2 separate regions of the Mus musculus genome follow, and region 2 is linked to region 1. A link is a contact called in public Hi-C data. All regions are on one chromosome and are shown on one strand. The core of a region is the stretch at or near the end of the contact, and the rest is flanking DNA. Distances in the headings are between cores, read along the strand shown.

Region 1 (3,897 bases), core at 341-2,840:
TCCTTTTTTTGTTCTTGTTATTTTTCCGACGCATTTGTTTTTATTTTATGTGTGTGCGTGTTACTTATCATGTAGTCATGTGTACCACATGCATGTATGATGCTCCTGAAGACCATCAGGTGGCATTGGAGCCCTGGAGCTGGAGTTACAGACAGTGGTGAGCTTCCATGTGGGTGCTGGGAACCCACCTTTCTCTTGTATCTCTTTTGCTAGTCCTGATATAAACACAAAGAAGATCCTATCAGGGCCTGCTCTGATCCGTGGACATGCTAGAGGAGCCAATGCACCCTAACCCACCGCTGCCCTCTTACACTCAGCCGTCAACCATGCAGTGGGCAAACCGATTTTCTACCTTTGAAAATAAAAGATCCTCATTTAGAAGTATCTTAAAGATATAATTTTTAAATAATAGAATTATCTAAAACAAATAACATATGTATTATTTTCTTGAACATTTTAAGAAGAGTATATAACCAAAGTTGTTTTGCCAAACTACAGATTAGTTCTTTCCAGCCTGTGTTGTATGTGGCTCCTACACCACCAAACATTATGTATTCCAGTAACCTTTTAGAGGGGGAAACTAAGGAATAGTAGGCCATGCCTCTGTAGTCTTCTCCGCTGCCTGAGCAGTAGCAGACCCATGTTCTGTGTTGGTTTTGTCTTTCTCCTAATAGCTTAGAGTTTCTGCTTTAGATGCCAGAGAATGGTGTCAGGAAGCCAACTAGATTGGGGCCTTTTCACTAGAAGACGGCTTTTCTTCACATCTCCTTTCCACACCACCAGTACTTAGAGAGTACTTAGGCAAACATGTGGAAGAGTGGCACTACTCTATCTAGGAGTCCCACCTGGTAACGTCCATGGGCATTCAGGACAGTTGGGGGCCTCAGGAGACTGTGAAGTCACCTTGTTCTGGTCCAAGTTTCCACAAAGAGCCTTTCCTACTTTTTACAATGGTGCTTAAGTCCTAGCAAATGCCACAGAAGAGGGTTTGCCATTTGATGCCCTGGGAGCACTCGTATGAAATAAACACCACCTTCTGTGTAAGTCTTGGGTGGCTCTTGCAGCCAGTATTAGACTAGATGCTTACACCTAAGTACTGAAAGAATACCTCTATGCTTGAGGAGCATAGATTGTATACAAATATATTGTTAATCTGTTATGTACTGTCTTAATTCCTACACTGCCAGTATAATATAACTAATTTTGATACTTATATTTTCATATGAAAATTAGTTATGGAGGTTTCCAGTAGATATCACTTTAATCAGTTTTTAAACTAAGAAACATTTATAAAGAAAAAAAATATATATATATATACTTCCTTTTTCCTAGCCTCTTTCTTCCTTGTTACTATATTTGTTCATGTTTGGTGCATAGAACTGAGTAAAATGTCAAAGTTCTGAATTTCATCAAGATGTATATATTTGGTGTGGCACCTTACAGCACTTTGAAATACCTCACATTTATGAAAATAGATAGCAATTAAGTTATTTAAAAAAACAAAACAAAACAAGAATTCATTACAATTTCAGCCATATCCTTTTACTCCCATGTATGGCCAAAGAGGAAGTGGTCCCTGGTTCTTCTCTCCTGGGGACAGATTCATCTATCACCTTTGCAGTTCAGTGTATCTGCTTGGTTATGGAGTCTGCTTCTTGGACTCAAAACAAGTCAGATCTTTTTGGTTTCATTGGGTTGGGTTGGGTAGTTTTTTGTTTGTGGTGGATTTTGTTTTGCTTTATGTTGGTTGTTTTGTTTGTCTGTCTGTTTCCTGATTTGAAGAGACTCTCTCCAGGCTTCCCTCATCCTAGCAGAAATGAGACAAGTGCTCACCCTGACTGATTAATGAAGCATTGCCCACCCTACTTCAGAGCTCTCACTGTCCCGTGAGAGGTGTTACCCTCCCAGTGCATCTATCTGTGTATGTGAATACTGTGTGTGTGGGCTGACCAGGAAATCTCCCTCGAGGATTGGTCGGAGTACAACGATTGATTAATTCACTGACCACACCCAAGAGTCATGTGGCTTGGCTGCCCAAGCCACTAATCACACAGTTGGTTTTTCTGGCTTAGCCAGCCAGCCATCATCCTGAGTCATCTGTTTATCATAAGTAATCAACTGTAATCAGAGGGCCCACTGAGTAAAAGAGTAACTCAGCCAGGGGAAACTCAAAGTGTTTATAAATTACCTCCAAGAACAGAAGGCAATGACCAATCAAATTCTCTGTTTCCCCTTTCTAAGAAAGTTGAGAACAAATGTGGAGTCACCTATTAGAGAAGGTGTGTGTTCTTTTTATTTTTATTTTCAATGTATGTGCCCACTCACATACTTTTCTTGTTCTTTCATCTCAAACCTATGCTTTCCTGTCGTATGCCAGCCCAAAACACTGTTAGACTAGGTGAAGGCATTAAAGAACCGAACACCTTGTAGGTGATCCCTGGTTCTAGGAATGGAAAGCAAAAGGAATAGAAGGTCCTGTTGCCTCCTTGTGGGCCCTGTGGGCCACTGCCATAATTGTGCTAGGAAGGTGGTCTATGCTAGAGAGTCAGCCTAGGGTTCCCTGACCAAGACAAGCTAGCAGATTCTTCTGTGCTGTCGGCCTTGTTTTGATTTTGTTTGTTAATACAGCCATTTTCTGTGACTTCTTCCTATATAACATCAGGGCTCTGTTTTGTTTCCTTCTGCTAAATGGTTTCTAAATGCTTCTGCCCTACATTGACAGATTTTGTATTCTTACAATTTCTACCCTAACTCCCATTTTCCTTTTCTACCTCCGTGTCAATCCGCTGTGACTCTGCACCTGCAGCTTTATTAAAGTTCCCTACATTTCCAGCTTATGAATAAAGATGAAAGACCATGCACTGGCCCCGCTGCCACTCTGCACCTCTGAGACAAACAGCCAGCTTGTTGCTATAACTCATTGCCCAATGCATGAGCTGATCTTGTATTCTTACCACTGTGGTTCTTATCCACGCCAATTTTATAATGAAAATCTCAACTCGTTAGACGAACTGCTTAGAGAAATTCAAATATATAACATCTGTGACATTCGCTTTATCTCTCCACTCTGCCAGCCCACAAATAAAGCCTAATATATAGCCCAGCATGAAATGTCTTAGAAAAATAAAACCGCAAAGCTAATGAGCTTTGATTTGCACTTCTGTTTGATACTCACTGTGGACTGACTCCTGATGTTATCTCTTTGTTCATAAATGACTCTAAACATATGCTACAGCTAATTATATCAGCTGCTAAGCTGTATAAAGAGAAGGACGAAGAAAGAGATGTAAGGGGGAAGAAAATAGACATTTCCTGATAGCCCAAAGACCCCAGGCTCTTTGTCCACCTTGGTGCCTGGTCAGCAGGTGGTGGCACGTTTGTTATGGAAGACAAACAGGAAGAAATTAAAGCTTAGTTTTGGTTTTGGTTGTCTTGTGATTAGTTTTTTTTGGTCCTAGTGGGGTTTGGTGTGATTTGTTGTTACTGTTGTTTTGCATTCAAAGAAAACAGCCATGAGAGTGGAGTGTCAGGACACGGTGTCCACCTTGGCTTTTCTTCTCTAAAGGATGTGGGAAAGCTGAGGCCATCTCCCCTCAACAGATACTGTGTCCCTCTATCAAGATGCACACTGGGTCTGCATAGATAACTAAAAACAGTTCACCCCTTCATGGTCGTGTCTGGTCAAGAACATTTTGAGATATTTAAAATAGCAGCGCTTTCCTAGCAGTCATCCATTGCCTTGGGAATAGTGTCATTGACCTCAGAAAATTATCCCCTTTCTGGGTAACAGAACAGCATCCTGGTGATTGAATTACTTTGTGGTTTCAGAACTAGAGGCAGGGCATCTACCAGCCAAATGAAATGCATGGACCTAGGATGGTTTCGACTTAGTGAGGA
Region 2 (3,510 bases), core at 300-2,799, 290 kb before region 1:
CTTGGCTAGTCTCTGCTTTAGTACACAGTGAGGCTTTCCTCTCCCAGATCTTCTTCTTCAGCTTTCTTATACGTTAAGGTGTGGCCTGACTTCTACTTGTCAAGTGGTTCTCCCTGACTACTCGTGCTCATGGTTTTTGTCTGAGCCATGGCAGCATGCAAGTAAAATAAGTGTCATGGAGACATCGGCACCCACTTATGTCTCGAATGTTGGTCCTAATTCTTCACCAAGCTGAATTTGAACACAAGGGGAGCTTCCAGACTCAAACATTGATCACTGTTTACTGCAATTATCTGATTAGTATTCAGACTCATTAAAAAACAGGTGTTTTAAATTTAATCAAAGAGATCATATAGCTTCAATATATCTTTGTCAAAGCTATCAATCAATCCCCACGGTTTCAGAAAGGGAAGGTGTGTAAAACCCTGAGTTCAAATCTACATCTTGCTTCTGAAGGTGAGTTTAGTCATCAGTGAAATTGGGCAGTACTGTTTTTCTGCAAAGATATCTTATGGGTTTGTGACTACAGGTGGAACAACAGCACAGATGATTGTCACCTGACTTTCACTCATGTCATTTCTAGTGCAAAATACTCTAGCAATTCATTGATTGCTCTGTGTTTCCTTATCTGTAAAGAGCCTACCACAGAGAGTAACTGTGAAGACACAGGAATTAGTATGCAGACAGTGAAGAAAAATGGTCATGTAACTAGTATTGTTATGATAAGCTCTGAAAACATTTTTTGGTTTTTTGTTTTTTTTTAACCAACACTGAAAAATATACATCTTCCCGCAGAGATACTGGGTAATTATCTATCCCAAATCTTTCCTAGCCACAAAATATACGTCTACTTTTTACAGAAGTTATTAATAGTCTATATCAGTGGTTCTCAAACTTCCAAATGCTGTGGCCATTTAATATATATTCCTTATATTGTGGTGACCATACCCCCAAATATAAAATTATTTTGTTGCTATTTCATAACAGCTAGTGTCATGAATCATAATGTAAATAATTGATATCCAGTATATCAGATGTGTGGCCCCCAAGGGATTGAGACCCACAGGTTGTGAACCAGTGGTCTATATAAAGAGTGATGTCAACTTACAGACATTATCCACCAGAAGTTCTCTAGAGATAAATGATAGAAAAAGTTATCAAGGTCTATGTGCTCGGTAAATATATATACAATTGGAAAGGTAGTGATTTTTGATACTAGATGTTTTAAGGGACCTCTGGGTACTACTCGGGTCTAATAAATACGGTAGACGCTTAGGAAGATTTCTCCATGAAGCCACTTCTGGATCCTCTGAGGCATAAATAATCTCCTTCTACTCTCAAGTCCTTATCCACTCAATTGCGCCTGCTTTCTATTACTGTCTCCTACTGCTGCCTGCTCTTTTCTCGTGTTATGCACTGTCCTACAAGCCATTACAAGGGCTCTGCAACACAATATTCTTGTAATTAACTGCTCAGTGTCTGTTCCCATCCACAGCAGCTGTGCCTGAGCTCCCAGAGGTGGGAAAGAATGAACACATCGGTTTAGAGCTGTTATTCCTTGCACACTTCCAGAAGTGCGTTCTGTTTAGGCCATACAAATGAATATGCAGAAGACCAAGAAACATTTGAGGACGTCTGTGGTAGGAAGGGAAATTTCACGTAGTTAAACTAAATTCTATAAGAGAGTTATAAGAAGTCAGATTTTGTGCAGAAAAGGAGAGAGATAGAGCCCTCACGATCATGGGGTTGAAGGCATGTGCCTGCTCAGGTTGTTTAGTAGGGTGAACTTGATTTTATACATCATCTCTACCTACAAAGGCATGGTGACATGAGAAGGAAGCAAAATCCTTTATAAAAATGAAAACTACCTAGTTAGTCCCTCCTCAAGGAAGAAACTAGAAGTGGAAGGGATATTCCAGCACACAATGGGCCCAATGTGTTCTTCTGCTCTAAGAAAAGGAGCTGGGCATTGTAGCTCTTGATTTTATTAAGAGCCTCTGGGGAGCGAAACAGGAGGAGCGCCATGAGGCCAGGCCAGCCTGCACTTCACAGTGAACACTTACCAAACACACAGGGAAGCAAACAAAGCAAAAACAATGAAAAACACAAATAGATCATCAGGTCATATCAGCATCTTCTGTAAAAAAATGAATTTGAAAAAAAAATGGATAGCTATGAAGCAGACTAAAAATATTTAAAAACTCTATTCAGTTTAGCATTAAATGAGACAATACTAAACAACTGGATTAAAACACTACCTAGAAAGTCCCCCAATACATTGTACATGCAGCCAAAAGTGAATATGGCAGAGGTTTGATTTGGTTTAAAATGAAAACAGAACAAACAGGTTTTGGTGGAGGCGGGTCTAGATTTGGAGTCTGGCTTTACTACATCATGTGGGATGTGGGATAAATCATCTTTGGTAAGATTCAAGAATAAAAGTACCTGGGAGAGGCCCAGGCTAAAAGAGATGTAGATCACAGCTCACAGTCGACATCAAGACTCTTGTATGTCTCCACAGCTTTTTTCCTGCTTACACTGTGGAACTTATTAAGGGGTATTTTATAGGTTGATATTTAACCCCTCATCAACACTATTTAAGAGAGCAGACTAGTATTTCTCAAGCAGTCACAGTCCGTTTATATACATATATTACCTCATGTACTGTTTGCAATCTACAGGATTAACTGTTCTCATCAAACACCTTTCACTGAAAAGGTTGGTGCTCTGCTTTAAAACTCGTGTCTGGATACACAAACACAGACACACAAATGTATGATGAAGCAAAGCAGTTTGTAACCAGGAAAAGAGAAACCAGAAAGCCCAACACGATCATATCACCCTTGTGCCAAAAGTCAGTCTACCTCTGGCCTAAATATCGTATTTGCTCCTCTAATAACTGACTATTATTCCAGTACCAGAGACAATGTTAGCTAATCAATCCCTTTCCCATTCCTCAGGACAGCAGTGAAAGATATTTGTAGATTTCGCTCTGTACAGATCTTAAACCAACCAAGGATGTTGCCAGAGTATATACTCATAACCCCAATAGCAAGTAAAAATAACTAAACAAGACAAAATCAACTTTGGTGTATGTTAGCAGTCCTATCAAAGAAAAAAATGTGGTTATACTTGCTCAGCTACAATAGGACATGGATGTGTGCACATGTACACACACACATACAGACACACAGTGAGAGAGAGGAAGAACTATAATAATACTATCATGCTGAGTATTTTAAAGGTGCACTAATACGAATACTTTACAACATTACATTTAATGCAATAAAATTTGGATTGTATGATCTTTCTAATTAAAACAACAAGACAAACACAAACACACACTTGTGCACTCACACAAACCTAACAGCTACATCTGCATTTCCATGTCTCTGTCTTTGCACAGACCTCTGGAGGTGCTCTATCTGTTTACCAAGACCACACCTCAGCCACACAGCTCAGATCTAAAAGTATCCTGTGGGTTTTCGCAGCAAGCTCGAGAGCAGTCAG

The links. Hi-C and Micro-C count contacts between places; a contact is called where the count stands out from the background.
Region 2: a contact with region 1 is called in a Hi-C map of the N1E-115 cell line, with 7 times the contacts expected there. The contact joins two enhancer-like sites. A contact is called at or near these places in 2 of 484 Hi-C or Micro-C datasets (the N1E-115 cell line and bone marrow-derived macrophages).

What each region holds. Positions count from the first base shown.
Region 1 is chr12:40,346,539-40,350,435 of GRCm38.p6, reverse strand. All of the region lies in intron 4 of Zfp277 (zinc finger protein 277), which reads left to right. Among named protein-coding and RNA genes, the nearest start is that of Gm40406, 97 kb to the left of the region's middle. Within about 2 kb of position 1,590, at least 32 of the 459 cell types and tissues checked have an H3K27ac peak or open chromatin away from gene starts, as enhancers often do. A contact at or near this core is called in the N1E-115 cell line, where this site is marked.
Region 2 is chr12:40,632,325-40,635,834 of GRCm38.p6, reverse strand. All of the region lies in intron 5 of Dock4 (dedicator of cytokinesis 4), which reads right to left. Among named protein-coding and RNA genes, the nearest start is that of Dock4, 190 kb to the right of the region's middle. Within about 2 kb of position 1,549, at least 5 of the 459 cell types and tissues checked have an H3K27ac peak or open chromatin away from gene starts, as enhancers often do. A contact at or near this core is called in the N1E-115 cell line, where this site is marked.